Regions from separate parts of the Rattus norvegicus genome. Here region 2 is linked to region 1. A link is a contact called in public Hi-C data. All regions are on one chromosome and are shown on one strand. Each heading gives the region's core, a stretch centred on a gene start, on an enhancer-like site or on the middle of the called end of the contact. The rest is flanking DNA. Distances are from core to core; before and after follow the strand shown.

Region 1 (4,185 bases), core at 162-2,661:
CATAGGGTGGGGGGAGCCTCGAGCAGGTCTTTGAAGAATTAGAAGGATTTAGATTAGCCGGAAGGGGAGGGGGCGTACCACACTGTTGCTCAGCGCCTGGGCCAAAAATGAACAAAAGCTTGGTGTTGGGGAGGGGGAGTCGGCCGCTTGGGGAGCTTGGGCTGGTTAGGAAGCTGGTGACGGGCACAAGCAGCCAACCTCACCCTGGCAGCCCCAAGCTACCTTGGAAGAGGGGCAAGATGAGGTATAGGCTGCTGGCTAAAGGGCTGGGCTGCATAGCTGCCTCCCCTCCCGTCCCCCAGGACTCCAGCGGGAGGCCCGAGGACCTGGCCCCCTGTGGCTGTGGTGGAATTGGAGAGAAAAGGGGTGGGGCAGACTTCATGGATGACCTTAGGTTTCCATGGTGAAAGACGGAAAATAAGGCCAATGGGAGTTAAGGAGGGGCAACCTCCTAGAGCAGGGACTGGGGGTTGGGGAGGAGGGGGGTTGGAGAGGAGGAGGGTTGGTCTGGACTGGAGCCACGTTGCCCAGTAAAGGTTTGCAAGTGCTTTCTGGTTTGTGTTTACTCTTGAAGGGGAGGGCACCTTCCCCCTGCACAGTTTTGTATGGAAGGTGCAGTCCTTAGGTAAAGTTCAGTGGGACTCCAGGCACTGGGAACTACACTCTGACAGTTCTTTCTGGTTATTTTTAAGGTTCCAGCCATCCTTGGTTCAGGGTGGAATTTCCAGGAACTGGCTGCAGCCTGGAGCCAGTCAGGTCCCTCCCTGTCTTCCCACTCCCTGCAGGGTGGGGCCCCATGGGTGGAGGCCTAGCAGGGTGGAGTGAGGTGGGTCTCCAGTGATAGGGAGGGCACCTAGTGAGCCAGGCAGATGAGAGGCCCTGTGGCCTCACACAGCCTTTCTGGATTTGATTATATAACGCCTCAGCGAGGAGAGCCGTGAGGGCTTAGGCGAGGCTTTTTTTTTTTTTTTTTTTTTTTGAGCCGGGTACACAGCAGGATTAAGACATTGCGGGTATATTTCAATTTATCCTGGGTCGCTTGCCCTTAAAACTAAAACACAAAATTGTCAGCGAGCGTAAGGAGGAAAACAAATGTGTAACCCAAGCACTAACCAGGTGCCCTTGAACTTGAGAGCTGGCGTGAAGGATAGATACAGGTTTGGGTCTCCGCAGCCCTTAGACTAGCTTGGAGAGCTGGAGGGAGTGTGTTTGGTGGCTGCCTTTCCACCTGTCCTTATTTACATGTAAAATCAATTGCTTCACTCGGTCTTTCCGAAGTACAGGGTGTGGGCAGAATCTTATCTGAAGCTGTGTCCTGTTTGGACAAGTTGGACTCGCCCTGGCAACTCTCCATGGGGTGGAGCCGATGGGTGGAGGCAGAAAAGTAAAATTGGGTGGCTCGTTCAGAGCGGGGAGGGCGGATCACTGGCTCCTTGGGTCACTGCATCCCATCTGACACGAAATAGTGAACTTCTCCCTTTTACAAAACAACGTTAGTGCAGAAATAAGTGCACTAACGTTGAAATAACGAAGAAATAAGAGAGGCAAAGACTCGGAGACCCCCAGTGGGATTCTGTTCAGGTCGACAGTGGAAGAGCGAGGTGGGTGAGTCCTTGGATGGTGTGAAAACGGGACACCCTTCCAAGGTAGGTGCCAGCACCACAAAGCAAACCTGGCTTAGGGTGCCTGCCCCTCTGCCTTTCTGGCCATTGCATGGTACTTCCTGTAGTACTCGTCACTGGGAGCACTCAGAGTTTGCTGGGGAAATGTACAGAAAGGTTTCTTGAGAAAGGAAGTTCAGCTCCAGGGCCGGTGCTGGCCCTCCTGGCCAAGATACACAGTGAGCTCCGATCTTTGCCCTGTCAGTTCCTTTGGAGAGAGGGTGGGGACCAGTAACGTGCTTACTTCCTCTTTTGAGAATTGGAACTCTCCGGGAGTGAAAAAGGTACTCACTGATTGTTGCTTGTCTAGTATCTGTTCTCTGGACACCTGGCTGAGTTCCCCTTTGCAGGAAGCAGGTAATTGGGACAAGACTTAGGGTCAGGCTAGGAAGAGAAAAGAGCGGCAGGTCTTACTTTGTCCTCAACAAACTGAGAACGCTTGACTCTATTCAGCGCCCCCAACCCCCTTTCTTTGCCTCCCTTATGAAGCAGCTGTGCCGTGAGCCTCACAGACCGCAGGAGCGCTATCATTTCTAGAAGTCACCTAAATGATTCTCCAGGCTTCTAATATATAGTTCTACAGTAACATGCTGACAGAAATCTGACCCTCGGTTTGATAATCTGCAGTCAAAAGTAGAAGAGGGGAGGGCTCACAGAGGGACGTCACTGTTAAATGAAAATTCGGTTTTACAGACTCTTCCCCACAAAATGACCCAGTTGTTCCATTATGGGAAGTTACTTGGGGGAAAAGTGATTTCCCTATTTGTTGGTTTTTAAGCACTTCAGTAACTTTTGGAAACAAAAATAAGTTTTGCCCCCACACCATGCTGTTTCTCCCCCTGCCATTGCTTAATTCAGGTTGAGAGTGTTTAGCCAAACCAGAACTAAGATGTAAAGAAACAACCACATTTGAGGCTTTCTCATCTCTGCAGTGCCTACATAAAGTGGTTAATAGAATTCCTCAGCTTGGTTAAAACCCACAAGGTTTTAAAGACCCTGAGGCTGGTACACGCCAATCTTCTGCCAGCCTCTTAAGGCTCCATAGCCTGTTCTTGTGCGCCACCTACTGGTTCTCTTTAGAATCGCTGCCAGTGTGTAAGTGTCATGGTTTCAGAATCCCCTTTTAAAAATGAAGGTGTGGTAGTATGCATCTGTCACTCTAGCACTTGGGAGGCAGGTGGAGCTCTAGGTCAGCCGAGGCTGTATAGTGAGACTTTCAAAAGAAAAAAAACGAGCTCTCAGAGAAGGATAAAAGTGCAGAGCACTGCCCCTGGGTAACAGCGGCTGCCAACCAAGTTTAAAGATCTCGACTCTTACAGGTCTCAGCTTACGTTTTAGTTACGTGGAAGACACACTGCTAGTGCCATACTCATTATTTCCTGGTTTGAATATTAACTTTAATTCCAGTCTGAGGGATTGAATCCAGGGCCTTGTGGTGCTAGGTAAGCATTCTGCCAAGAGTTGTACCCCCTCTTCCCTGGTTCCTCACCAGAACCCATCAAGCCTAAAGCAGTGGCCAAGGCGATTGGTACAGAACGATTGCTGCTGTCATCTTGAACAGGCAGTCTGATGTGCATTGGTGCGCTCCCATTTTCTTGCTGTCCCTTTCTGTGTCTTTCCCATTTGTTGTTTAAACGTTTACCTACAGACTTAAAGAACTGAAACACCATCACACAGATATTCGAGGCCAGCCTCTGCTCCCAACTCTGTTGTGAGTCCAGAATGGCCTTGAACTTGTGGCATTCTCTTGCATCAGCTTTATCCCGAGGGCTGAGATCCAAGCATAGACCACCTCCCATCTCACTTGCTTCCCCCAGAAGCTTCTTATTAACAGTTGTGGGTTTCAGGCATCATTTATCCTGCTTTCTATATTGCTCTGGGGTTTGAAACCAATAAATGTAGTCGTGTATGTGTGTGTGTGTGTGTGTGTGTGTGTGTGTGTGTGTGTGTGAGTAGTACATACCACAAATCCCAAATCTGCATATCTGTTGAGATGGGTAAGTCAGAGGGAAAAGAATCCTGTAACTTGGGAAAGGAGTGTGGTCCGTATCCATCTTGTGTCAAGTGTTGCCTCCCTGGGGCTGGGCTAGGCTGTAGTCTGAGACCTCAAAGCCTCGGGTCTCTTTCCTATCACACCTGGAAATGTGAGAGCCAAGATAAGCATCTGGTGGGATAGATTCCGAGAGCAGACTCCAGTCAAAAGACTGAGATGTTGGTGGGAAGCTGCTTAAACTCTCTGACCTTATCAACGGGAGCAGAAGTGTCAGCTAGCTTTACGGTCTCTAAAGCTACCAGAAGATACCCCTTTCTTCTCTAAGGGTGGGGCACGGACAGGTCTTAGAGCCCTTACCTGTGTGTGTAGTTGCTCAATTAGGACCAGTTATTAGATGCCAAGACACAACGTGTTTTCTTTCTTCCTAATAAGATAAAGTTTTTGTTTTGTTTTGTTTTGGTGTCATTTTATCTTTTGCTGGGACACCTGAGAGGGTGATGGCACCATGGAGTTGAGCCTGGTGTCACAAGA
Region 2 (4,214 bases), core at 913-3,412, 700 kb before region 1:
AAAGGGTGTATCCCAGCCGGAGGGATTAAAGGTGTGAAGGTGTGTGCTGAGGCTCAGTCATACCACAACTAGAAACAGGTTTCTCCAGTAAACAACATGAGCTCAGAGTTCAGAGTGTGATTAAATAGCCTGCAACAAAAGGCACTTGCCACCAAGTCTGACAACTTGAATTCAATCCCTAGGACCAATGTGGTGGAAGAAGAGAACGGACACATGCACACACACTCCATAGATAAATGTAGTTTCAAAACTGAGATATGACTTAGCTGACAGCCATGGTTCTAAGTTGTGATGAGCACCTAGATCCAGACAGCCACAAACTCAGTGACTATAAAACCATCCCTTCTCTTCACCCCAGTGACCTTTCTAGTGAACCCCCATATCCAGTTCTGGAAAACACTGATTTGTTTTCTTTCCTAGTGCTTTTTTTTTCTTCAATTTTTATTAAATTGGGTATTTCTTATTTACATTTCTGGTTTTGGGTTTTTTGTTTTGTTTTGTTTTGTTTTTTTCTTTTTTTCAGAGCTGGGAACCAAACCCAAGGCCTTGTGCTTGCTAGGCAAGCGCTCTACCACTGAGCTAAATCCCCAACCCCTCTTATTTACATTTCAAATGTTATTCCCTTTCCTGGTTTCCTGTCCATCAGCCCACTATCCCCTCTCTCTCCCCTTCTACATGGGTGTTTCCCTCCCCACCCACCCCCCATTACTGCCCCCCAACAATCCCTTACACTGGGGGTCCAACCTTGGCAGAACCAAGGGCTTCCCCTTCCACTGGTGCCCCAACAAGGCTATTCACTGCTACCTATGCAGTTGGAGTCCAGGGTTAGTCCGTGTATAGTCTCTGGGTAGTGGTTTAGTCCCTGGGACCTAGTGCTTTTCTTATTGTCTGTCAGACCCAGTGTCTGTCAGAGGTCTGAATTCTTTTACTCTATGGGATGTTTATGAACTACATCCATGAGGTTGTATACAGTCCTTCATTCTCATTGGGCTGAGTAACTCGTTATGAGCAACCATAATGCATTTATATTCTTTAGTATGAATATACCACTATATATTTATCCTTTCTATTGTCGGTGATCTGGATGTGCCTGATTGGAGCTTTTTGTGACTAAAGCTGCTAGAAACTTTTTAAATATATTTTTTAATGTTTGGGGGGTTTGCCTGCATATATGTCTGTGAAGCATAGATATATGTGACAATGGAGGTCTGAAAAGGATGCAGGATTCCCTGAAGTTTCAGATGGTCTTGAGCAGCCAAGTGAGTGCTGATAATCAAACCTAGGTGCTCTGGAAGAACAGCCAGTGTTCAACTGTTTTGCTTTTTGTTTGCTTGCTTGGTTGTTCTTTCTTTTTAGGGTTATTTGTTTGTTGAGACAAGGTCTCATGCTGTAGCCCTGTGACCTGGAACTCACTTCGCAGGTCAGGATCAGAACTCACAAGGGTCCCACCTCAGTCTCTCAATAGTTGAGACTACAGGAGTGAGAGAGGCACCACCTCGTGCAGCTCGAACCATTCTTGCTTGTGCTCCCTCATGGCCAATCAAGTGTGTACATCCCCCAGCTGACCTGGAATTCTCGTTTTGTGTGTGATGACTTCAGGAAGATGAGTCGACATTCCTTTTACATTTTCTAGTGTAAAAATCCAGTTGACTCAGCATCTTCAAGTGACAACTTGTCCTTCAGGGTGCTCTTCTGACATAAACTGTCTTCGTCAAGTGTTACCTCATTTCTGGTTTGCTGGAATAAATTTGGTCGTGATTTATTCCCCACTTGGCTCTTCTTTGTCAAGATTTTTTCCCCCTCTGCTATTCTCTAATTTAATTTACATTTTCAGACAGGATCTCACTATGTACCCCTAGTTAGTATGGAATTCACTAACGTAGATCTGATTGGCCTCACGGAGACCTGCCTGCCTCTCCCTTACTGCTACTGGCCTGTGCAGTCAGACTAGCATCCCAGGCGTATGGGCACCAAATGCGCGCGTGATGTTTGATGGAAGACAATGGGAGACTACTAGAGTAAGGCGATCCTCCTGCTCTCCTAGCCACCAATCATTCTCCAATTTCCTAGCCCTCCCGGAGGCACACCTTCTAATGGCAAGTCTGGAACTGGGCGGGGCTGCTGCACGTCCTCTTCCCTCTGGTTCACTAACTACGCCTCTGTCCCCGCCCTCTCTCCGCCCCTCCAGAAGGGTGACCGGGCCTCCTCCGCTGGGTTGTGGCTCGGACAGGATGGCGGCAGCGACACCAACACAGACACCGGCTCCCGAGGCCAGCGGCTTGGGAATGGACGCGCGACTGGACCAGGAGACCGCGCAGTGGCTACGCTGGGACCGGGTAAGGGCCGATCTCCGGCTCTTGGGTTCCCTGGAGCTGTGACGTTCGGGGTAGGAAGCCGGGCCCAGCTTCCTTCCTTCCCTGCCCCGCCACACAGAGCCTGATCGGCATAAACTGTGGCGGGACTGAGACAGCTGTGTGGCTCGCCCGGCTGCTAGACCGGGTAGAGGAGCGAGGTGGGAAGGGGTGAACGTAGAGGGACTGGGGCCCAGGGTAGTACACGCACAAAAAGATTTCTGAAGTTCTATGACAGCCTGAGCATCCTCATCCATTCAGAATCCGCTCTGTCCCGCCTTTTCAGGACCCGGACTTCTCCACTGTTCAGACTACCTTTCCTGATTACATGGTTACTAAAGGGTCCTTGATGGACCAGGCTGACCGGGAGTTTTCCAGAGGAAAGGTGACAGGATACGCTTTGGTTCCAGATGCGTCTTTCCCCTGTAACTCTGTCTTATGGCTGAAGCAGTCAGGCGACCAGCTCCAGACATCACTTCCTTAGCCCTCTACAAGTTCTCTCTGACCTGTGCTTTTGTGTGCCTTGCTGCTTCCTCACAATGTTCCTCTTGCCTGTGTTCTGCTGACTTTATTTCTCTTCTCGTTACTCCTGTGTGAACTTATTAGGCCTTTCCCGTCACCCAAGTGCAATTTATTTAATTCAAATATTCGCTCTAGACTGCCCTGTCTTTTCATTCCCATCTCTTACTGGGATTGGAAGAAACAAACCAGCAACCCCCTTACTGGTTTGTTTGTGTGTTTGTTTGTTTGTTTAAAGTCTATCAGTGTCCAGAGCTGACTTCAGAAGGTGACACCCTTGCAGATCCACTGAACTGGTGTTCAGGGAAGGGCCTATGCTATATTTTAAAGCATTACCTTGAGATTATTGTTAAACATTGAGTCTTTCATTTTAATTGTGCATTGGCCTCCGAAAATTATGTAGCTGGTGCTGTGTGTCTCTGCTGCCTTCCATGGTGCACAGCATTATATAGTATTATACTACATGTCTATGGTAGATCCCTGAAACATTTATTGACTGGATAGAGGCGGCAAGGCTCAGCAGAGGCCATTTCCCCACTGAAAAGTCAGGCCTTCCTGTTTCCAGGATGCCAGTGCCAGCTCCTCATTGTGGTTTTTGTTTTGTTTTTCCTGGACAGTTAAAGCATTCCAGGATGTACAAGGGAAGGAAACTGTTTCTGATAACTTAGTAACTTGCATTGTGTGGCCTTCCCTAATGCCTGAGTTAAGAAACCTGATAGTCAGGCTACCATACCACTTGACTAAGTGAGTGGGGAAAGAACTGCTTTGCTCAGACTCTGAGATGGTTTTATCCTTCCTGATTGGAAAGGTGTCAGAGCTGTTCCTGTCATAGTGGCTAGGAAGTAGAGAATGTGGGAATACAGTAAGCCATTGTGGAAATATATCATCCTGTAACAAGTCCCAGTAACCTTGATCCTCCAACTAGCTCCCAGTTCCCACCTTTTGTCAGCTTCTCATAATCCCAGTACATTATGGGTCCATCAAAGGAGGGACCCTTTGATTCTATCAGAGCCTGGGATCTTGGTCCTCAGAAGGTACTTCACAGATGCACTCAGAAGTGAACAGAAAATATAATTACTACAGAACATGGAATCTCTTGGAAAAGTACCTCCATGAGGTAGAGGTGGAAGGAAATTGTACTTTTCTCCTTTGGAGAGGCTTCATTGTTAATTTCCCAATCGTATGGTTGTGTCTGCGTTCATGTGCTTGTGTGGGTACCTGTGTGCATATTCATGCAGAGGCCAGAGGCTGAGGTCAAGTATCTTCCTCAGTCACTCTGCCTTAGTAAGGGTTTCCATTACAGTAAAGAGACACCATGACCAAAACAACTCTTACAAAGGACAT

The links. Hi-C and Micro-C count contacts between places; a contact is called where the count stands out from the background.
Region 2: a contact with region 1 is called in a Hi-C map of mammary epithelial cells, with 2.2 times the contacts expected there. The contact joins the promoter of Pgm2 here to the promoter of Klf3 in region 1. A contact is called at or near these places in 2 of 12 Hi-C or Micro-C datasets (frontal cortex and mammary epithelial cells).

Annotation. Positions count from the first base shown.
Region 1 is chr14:43,848,052-43,852,236 of GRCr8, reverse strand. Klf3 (KLF transcription factor 3) reads left to right here and starts at 1,411. Exons shown (of 6, transcript NM_001105742.2): 1 at 1,411-1,601.
Region 2 is chr14:44,551,368-44,555,581 of GRCr8, reverse strand. Pgm2 (phosphoglucomutase 2) reads left to right here and starts at 2,162. Exons shown (of 14, transcript NM_001106007.3): 1 at 2,162-2,336. The coding sequence starts at 2,232.